Regions from separate parts of the Mus musculus genome. Here regions 2 and 3 are each linked to region 1. The links are chromatin contacts, called in public HiChIP or PLAC-seq and promoter capture Hi-C maps. All regions are on one chromosome and are shown on one strand. The core of a region is the stretch at or near the end of the contact, and the rest is flanking DNA. Distances in the headings are between cores, read along the strand shown. Region 1 overlaps Anxa4 (annexin A4). Region 2 overlaps Aak1 (AP2 associated kinase 1). Region 3 holds the start of Nfu1 (NFU1 iron-sulfur cluster scaffold).

Region 1 (2,700 bases), core at 82-2,581:
TCCTGTCTATCCTGGTTGCCCATAAGCTCACTGAAGGAATGTGTAGTGGAATAACTTAAGTCATAGGTCCACCAGCCCTAGTTAATAAAATATTACTTTCATCTTCATTTCATTTGTGTGTGTGTGTGTGTGTGTGTGTGTGTGTGTGTGTGTGTGTACCATCAGTGTGTGGGTGCCTTGCAGGCCAGAGAAGAGTATCAATTCTGTAACTGGAGTTACAGATGGTTATGAGCCACCCAACATGGGTGCTGAGAGCTGAACTTGGGTCCTCTGCAAAAGCAGGAGACACTTGTAACCACCGAGCTATCTCTCCAGAGCCTTGCTTTAGTGAGACAGGGATAATGTTTAGTTTTGTTGAGAGAAGCTGTTATTTGAATTTTTTTTTAATGATTGGATCCTAGGCAACCCAGGCTGGTCTTGAGCTCACAATTCTCCTGCCTCAGCCTTCTGAGATTACAAGCATGTTCCACCCAGCTGATTCTGCATTTGTAACAAGTTCCCAAATATTCTAACCACTGGTTCTAGGATGACTCTGAATGTTGAGATGCCATGTCCAGATCAGATATTTGCACTCAAGCTTTTCTGATGAAGGAGGCAATGGAAACCGAGGACATGTGTGAATTTGTGAGGGATCAATAATGGGAAGTTCCTCCACTCCTGTCACGTTGCAGGGACAAAAGAGCATCTGAGGAATGAATACTGTCCAATGCTGGGTGGGCTGTCAAGACACACACAGTACTATTGCAATTTATCGTACATTTTATATGTTATCCTAGCTGATGGGGCTTAACAATTGTTAAAAAATATTCCATAATAAGGTATAAAACAATGTATAAAATGTACTTTAAACAATGTATAAAAGCACACTCACTTTTAAATAAACACTTCATGGAGCTTTTGGTTTCTGGCTTAAAAAAAAAAAAAGACACACACAGACAGATATCTGCACATATGTATGCAGACCTACATGCAGACACATGCATGTACACAGATGCAGGTACACAATGCACACCGGTATGGATACACACACAGGTGTATGCACACATCAATGCACACATCCATACACACATTGGCACATGTGCACGAATCTGGGGCCACCTTAAGTACCCTAGTTTTCTGATTCGGGTGGCTCATCTCTTCTTGCCCTGTTCTGACCTGCAGTAGTGTTTAACTCAGAACCTCTGTGTCCTGAGAGTCAGGAATACTTCAACCCAACAAGGCAACAGAACAGCTATAGTGTGTGTCTCCAAACAGAAGCAACCAGGAAGCACATAGTTGGCATAATAAACTCAACCGCTCAAATCCTTTAATGATTAACCTGGTCCTGGAGCTCTGGCTCCTCCACAGGTGACCTTTTGATGAAATCAAGTGTGCTTCCTCTTGACCCATGGCACACACGGCACCCTGACTAACGATGAATACCCCATCCCCGGTCACAGTAATTTCTCTTCTGCTTTTTTTCCCCACAGGAACTTCTGCAGGTGTGACTGAACTCTGAACGTGAGCTACAGCATGGTGAGTGCCTCGCCCCACCTGGTGCCAGTCACAGGCAGGCACAGGATGTGTACTTAGGTGGCTTAAACAAAACTCTGTTTGCTCAGTAGTGGGCAGGAGGACATGATAAGGCAGCCTTTGTGTATTGTATATCTGTCTGTCTGTTTCTATCTCTTTCTCTGTACTCCACTTTCTCTGACAGGATCTCTACAAAGCCCTGTCTGTCCTGGAACTCACTATGTAGATAAACTATGCTCATTTCAAACTCACAGAGCTCTGCCTGCATCTGCCTCCCAAGTTCTAGGATTAAAGGCTTGCACCACCTAACCTGGCTTTTCCTTTTTTTTTTTTTTTAAGTAATGGTTTTCTCTCTGCAAAGCATAACTTTCCATTGTAGAACATTTAGGCAAACTCCTTGGGACAGCCCTCACATCTTCTGCTCACTGATGGATGTTTTCTTTTTATTTTGTGGCAGGGAACACATGCCATTTGTGTGGAGGTTAGATGACAATGTTGTGGAATTAGTTCTCTTTTGTCTTCACATGAGTCCCAGAGATCAAACCCTGGTCATCATGCTTAGATGGCAAGAACCCTAGAACTCACTGAGCCATCTTGAGCCATCCCTAAGGAGGTCCCCACTTGCCATCTGCCTCATTTACAGCTGTGGTTGGGTTTTCTTGAACTTTGTGGTCTTAGTGATCTCTTTGACTCAGCTTGGATCCCTTTGAGAGTTCTGGGAAGTTCAGCCCTAAGGTAGATGCTCCTCTGGGCTGCCTTAGACTGGTCCATCTGCTCTCCGGGCTCAGAGGTTCTGAGTCCGAATGTGGACCCTGACCTCTGCCTCTGAGCACTGCTCGTCAGGACATCTGTGTGGCTGCACCTGCCTGCTCTTCACTGTCCAGCACTACTTGTCGCCTTATACGCTGACCCTTCTCATCTCCCCATCTTCCCTGTTACTGTAACGGCAATAATGTTTCCTCAGTTGTAGCCTGGCCTACTCCTTCTGTTCACTGGTTCCTTTCGGTGTGATTGTCTTAGTTAGGGTTGCTATTGCTGTGATACCACACCGTGACTAAAGCAACTTGGGGAGGAAAGGGTTTATTTCACACACTGTTCTGTAGAACCGGTCATCATCAAAAGCAATGAGTGCAGGAACTCACACAGGGCAGGAACCTGGAGGCAGGAGCTGATGCAGAGGCCATGGAG
Region 2 (2,700 bases), core at 165-2,664, 200 kb before region 1:
GGAGCCTTCTGAAGCATTGGAGACATTCTGCTGTGAAGTCCGTGGAGAGCCTGAGGGAGTGGTGGTTGCAGACCTGGGAAGGTTGGCACCCCAAGGGTGAAGGGAAAGAAAGTTAAGCAAAGCAGAAGGGCCCAAATGATTTTCTTTCATTATGGTATCAGTTCTTTTCTCAGTTAAACCACAATTTCCAGTGTTTTCCTAAAGGACTTCCCACAGAAACTGGAAAGTTTAGTCTTTACAAATGCTGTCTCCTTCACTTCAGCTCTCAGGAAATCTTGCAGCTTGCCTGTCTTTTGCAAAACCCTTGAGGTTAGGGTCTACAGCAACCTATGCTGAGGCCTGTGTGTCAAGCATAACAAACCCCCTTTCTTGGCTGCCTCTGAACGTTCAGGATCCAGGCAGTACTTAAGCTTTCATCCCATGTTCAGAATGTTGTTTAATGGCAGAAGCATTCTATCACTAAACAAACACATGCCACTACTTTATATGTTTAGATGACCTACTTTTCTTTCAGTCTTTCTTCACTTAAATATGATTAATCGTAGATAACATGGTTTCAAGGAAGCTATGGGTGAAAAATTACACTGATTTCACAGTGGTCAATAAGACTGACTGTACCTGAAGCAGAGAACCAGCAACCTATCAGGTTCATAAAGGTTGGCCAAATGCACAAAATTCATGATCAAACAGTGTGATATATGCTTTTAAGAAGAAAAGACCCTAGACAAAGTACTGCAGGAGAGGAAAGGACAACACCTCACACAAACCTAAGGAGCCAAAGCATATTCCCAGCCGGGCGTGGTGGTGCACGCCTTTAATCCCAGCACTCGGGAGGCAGAGGCAGGCGGATTTCTGAGTTCGAGGCCAGGCTGGTCTACAGAGCGAGTTCCAGGACAGCCAGGGCTACACAGAGAGACCCTGTCTCGAAAAAAACAAACAAAAAACAAAAACAAAAAAACCAAAACCAAACAAACAAAAAAATCATGTTCCCTCTGGGAGAGGAGAAGCAGCAGCTCCAAAGGTCACAAAGAGCCAAGTCACCTGTGCAGACAATGCTTGCTGAGACAGCGCCTTCTAAGTGCTGGGTGTCCAAAGTGTAATCGTCAGTACAGGGAGAATTAAGACACAGCATAGACCAGATGGGGAATGGAAACTGAGTCTTAGGGTCTGTAGAGTGCACACACTGGGGAAAAGCTCATGATCTCTTACTAAATACAGACATCCACTGGCATGTGCTTACTGTCACACCGCCACAAGCTTATGCAAAGAATCCTATGGTAGTAACCCAGAGCAGACCTTGTCCACATGATAAGAACAAACATACTTAGATTTATTGAGACTGGCCTCAGCTGCAGCTGCCTGGAGCAGCTGGGTTGATTTGCTGGCAGGAACCCCAAAGACTGCACTGTGGGTTACATCACTGAGAATCCGTCTGTGCCCAGCACGTTGGGTTTTGGGTGATGATGGAGGAGTGAGAGATCCAACTTTCTGTCCCTGGATGGTTGGAGGTGGAGTGGTCTGAACTTTTGGCTGTTGTCTCACTGGGGCTTGAATCTGCTAGGGAGAGAAAAATGCAGAGCTTCATTATGGGGGAAAAAAAAAGAGGAGAAAGAAATGGAAAAGAAAAGCAAATCAACCCCCAGGTATAATAACACTCCATTTGCTCATATAACATTTGAAAGGCTAAGGTTACCAAAGCCAGAAAGAAAACCAAGGCAACAGCCACCTGAGCTGCAACAGAGACTGACACCACCAAGGCCTTGCCTGGTTCTTACACAGACTCAGTCTCCCTTAACTTAATAGACACATCAACTGGATGTAATATTCCTACCAGCCCAAGACCACAGAAGCTATTCTCAGTCCTAAAGACCCGGAAGGCATCTTAAAGAACTGATGAGAACAAACAGTCCCTCACCGAGGATGCTTACACAGGACAGGCAATAGACTCTGCCTTCTATTGCAGCTAGAAGACAAGACACACCCCAGCCAAGATGCTTTGGAGCAGAGTAGTTTCTGCTGAGAGTTTGGATTCCCTCCTATACTGAGTAGAGTGAGTCAGACAATCTCAGAGTAAAACATGGAAGCTCTTTTTTTTTTTTTTCTTTTTGATGTTGTTAAAGGTCTTCATTTCACTGGTGGGATGGATCCACAACAAACTATTTTGTTTCAACCCAATGGCAAAAGTGCAGCATAGTTTAGTGGGATTTGCTTGCTCCAATCTTCATTAAGAAAATGGCACTGAAGATCAGCAGAAAATCCCGGGAGACAGAAAAAAAAACCTTAATGATGCCTGAGTTAACTGAAGGATGCTTGAGAAGTGGCCCACAGAACAATAAACAAGTATCAATGTAATTGTGACCATGTAAGTGGTCCCTAGCATAAACCACCTGTTATCAAGCTAAGTAATTTTAAAACCATTCAGAAAGCCGTGTAAGCCCTTTCCTTAGTTTTGATAATCTGAAAATAAAAATGAGCAGATACTGAATCCCTCAGGGCTTTAACTATCCCTTCCCTCCAATCCGTCCACTCATGTGAGAGCTGCCTCTCTACATTGAAGCTCAGTTTTTATGTTGTGTTGCTGAAGCAGACAAACAGAATTTAAGAAAGCAGGACATGATCTTAATGAGTTAGGATGCTTACAGCAGGGGAGACTGTCCTCCTGCTGTCCTCAGGAGATGGGATGGTTTTTGAGGCACACCA
Region 3 (2,700 bases), core at 22-2,521, 240 kb before region 1:
TTCCAGGACAGTCAGGGCTACACAGAGAAACCCTGTCTCGAGAATCGAAAAAAAAAAAAATGCCGATGACAGAAATAGCTAATTAAATGTCATACCCAGGAGAAGACCCTTGGCAACCAGAGTCCCCAGTAAGTGTCTTGGATCCTGGGGTTTCCCCCGGCCTGATCTGCTGGATGGTGTACCTGCTTTGGTGCTGTGCCCTCTGGCTGCTTGCTCTCTTATGCTAGGACTATGTGCTGCATCCTTATTAGACGCACTCATTTGAAACAAAAGGCGTGCAGAGCATTGTAGATCACTCTCCCTAAGGAACACCTAGCAATAAGGGCCACACCAGGCCACACAGTGAGCGTTCAGTAAATGGTAGCTGTTATCACTACGTGGTAACTAGTAACTATTCTTTAAGTGAATGGAGTGGATACTCCAGGATTTGGAAACACCCTAATATTCCTTCAACCCTGGGAAAAAGCAGCAAGCGTGGATAAACCAGAAGTATACTCTGGCAGGAAGTTTTGAAGTCTAACCGATCTTGAGTAAAGTAACTGAAGGGGAGTCATCGAAAACAGGTGGGCAGGGGGTAACCCACAAAATCCTTCTGTTAATCTGCTATTTTTATGAGATACATTTAGGAGTTTTAAAACGGGGGTGGTGGGGTGGTGGAGGGTGTCTCATAAATAGTCTAACCTGGCCTTGAACTCCTGGTCTTCCTGCCTTCACCTTTCAAGTATTGGGATGACAGATGATGAGGGATTCTATGCTAGCCTGATGAAATGCATTTGAAACTTCAAGTTGGCATCAGCATTCTGTCAGGCCCCTTTCTATAGTTGTCACACTCGGGTCTGACAGATATCTGAGGGAGTGGCTCTAGAAGAGGAACAGGACGCACTCGCACAAGCCTGGGCGGTGGACTTCCTCGAGTCACTCACTTCTCTCCGAGCCGTGATCTCCCTGGAAAGGGAACGACAGGACACGACACAACCCCGGGACCGCTCTTCCCTTCGGAGCCACATTCCCGTGGGATTTACAAGGGACATCCGTGGAAGGTGGCTGGCCTCGGGCTCTGGAGCCAGGACAAGGGTCCCTCAGACGCCAGCTCCTGCCTGTGAGAAGGCAGCGACAGGGATCTGCTAGCCAGGGAGCCAACACCTACCGCCTGCACAGCCGGACTACACCGACCGCTGCTCCCCATGCCCGCTCGGCCGCCGCCATCACTTCAGTGCCAGTGCGCTTGCGCGGACCCGCCTCCTTCTTGTCTCCAAGTCCTACGCAGACTCAGGCCCTGCAGAGAGGGCGGTCCGGGGACGCCGGTTCCTTACAAGTTGAGGGCGGTGCTGCAGGTGGCCTTTCCGCCCTCCTTTTACTGAAAGTAGATTTTTTTCCCTCACATAATATATCCAGATTACAGTTTCCCTTCCCTCTATTTCCTCCAATTTCCCCACACTTCCCCTCCGAATTCACCCCCTTTCTGTCGCTCATTAGAAAACAAACAGGCTTCTAAGGGAATATATGATATATGATATAACAAAACCTAACACATCAGAATAGGACAAAACAAACAAGGAAAAGAGTTCAAGAAATGCATATAAGTGCAGAGACACACTTGTTCACATATGCAAGAGTCCCGTGAAAATACAAAGCTGGAATGTTGCGGTAAATCTCCAATCCAAATATGCCTCAGCAATGAAAACACAACACAGTTAATATGAATACATATGTGCACCTAGTTTGGACAGATCTACCGCTACACGACCATCTTCCACATCTATGAGACCCCTTAGAGCTTGCAGTTTCTCCAGGCCATGTGCTTCTGCTCCGCTTTTCTTCTTCCTCCTCCTCCTCCGCGTCCTCTCCTTCATCCATTTTCTCCTTCTTCTTTCTCCACCTTCCATTCCACCTTCCCTTTTATCTGCCCAATCATCAGCTCTCCTTTATTTTACAAATTAAGGTGGGAAGCAGGTTTACAGGAAATCACCTGAGCGCTGACTCATTCCTTGTTCAAAACCACACACAGGAAAACGGAATTAACATAAAATATAATTAGCCCCAGGGCTATCGACAACACTGGAAGCCATAATATATATGAAAAGGGACCTACAGGGCAAAGCGGGGAGGGAGGGATGAAGAAAGGGAAAGAGAGAAAAATTGTAAAATATATGTATACATAAAATAAAAAACAAAAACAATGTAATGTAAACAAAAATGTGTAATTAAATAAATATACAAACCCAAAGTCCTAGCTTAACATTATGTGACCAGGGACCTTCAAAGATGCCAGTGAGCTGGTTCTTTGTTGACCATTCTACAGCTGGACACGTGGCCTACACTTAGGAATAGTTTGTCCTCCACGGCGAGATGGCTCCATGGGTAAGCGCACTGACTGCTCTTCCCAAGGTCCTGAGTTCAATTCCCAGCAACCACGTGGTGGCTCACAACCACCTGTAATGAGATCTGAAGCCCTCTTCTGGTGCATCTGAAGTCAGCTACACTGTACTTATGTAGAATAATAAGTAAACGTTTGGGTCGGAGCAAGCAGGGACTGAGTGAGCAGAGTTGACCGGAACGAGTGGGCCGACCGGATGGAGCAGAGATACTAAAAATTCAATTCTCAGCAACCACATGAAGGCTCACAACCATCTGTACAGCTACAGTGTACTCACATACATAAAATAAATAAATAAAAGGAATAGTTTGTCCCCCACGGTG

Evidence for each region. HiChIP or PLAC-seq counts read pairs in DNA pulled down with a chosen protein or histone mark. Capture Hi-C pulls out chosen DNA fragments and counts their contacts.
Region 2: a contact with region 1 is called in a promoter capture Hi-C map of pancreatic islet. The contact joins two enhancer-like sites. A contact is called at or near these places in 3 of 9 other capture datasets (adipose tissue, liver and pancreatic islet).
Region 3: a contact with region 1 is called in an HNF4G HiChIP or PLAC-seq map of pancreatic cancer cells. The contact joins the promoter of Nfu1 here to the enhancer-like site in region 1. A contact is called at or near these places in 3 of 39 promoter capture datasets (the 3T3-L1 cell line, the SN4741 cell line and liver), 3 of 484 Hi-C or Micro-C datasets (the HL-1 cell line, MC3T3-E1-derived osteoblasts and pro-B cells), 10 of 115 datasets of contacts at active chromatin or transcription factors (the 230-238 cell line, the NIH/3T3 cell line, cardiomyocytes and 6 more) and 3 of 9 other capture datasets (adipose tissue, liver and macrophages).

The regions. Positions count from the first base shown.
Region 1 is chr6:86,764,577-86,767,276 of GRCm38.p6, reverse strand. Anxa4 (annexin A4) reads left to right here. Exons shown (of 13, transcript NM_013471.2): 2 at 1,470-1,515. The coding sequence starts at 1,513. Among named protein-coding and RNA genes, the nearest start is that of Anxa4, 28 kb to the left of the region's middle. Within about 2 kb of position 1,331, at least 43 of the 459 cell types and tissues checked have an H3K27ac peak or open chromatin away from gene starts, as enhancers often do. A contact at or near this core is called in the 230-238 cell line, extraembryonic endoderm stem cells, liver and 2 more, where this site is marked.
Region 2 is chr6:86,962,850-86,965,549 of GRCm38.p6, reverse strand. It overlaps Aak1 (AP2 associated kinase 1), which reads right to left. Exons shown (of 16, transcript NM_001378654.1): 13 at 1,325-1,554; 14 at 1-73. Among named protein-coding and RNA genes, the nearest start is that of Nfu1, 46 kb to the left of the region's middle. Within about 2 kb of position 1,414, at least 11 of the 459 cell types and tissues checked have an H3K27ac peak or open chromatin away from gene starts, as enhancers often do. A contact at or near this core is called in pancreatic islet, where this site is marked.
Region 3 is chr6:87,008,407-87,011,106 of GRCm38.p6, reverse strand. It overlaps Nfu1 (NFU1 iron-sulfur cluster scaffold), which reads right to left and starts at 1,271. Exons shown (of 8, transcript NM_020045.3): 1 at 1,148-1,271. The coding sequence starts at 1,206.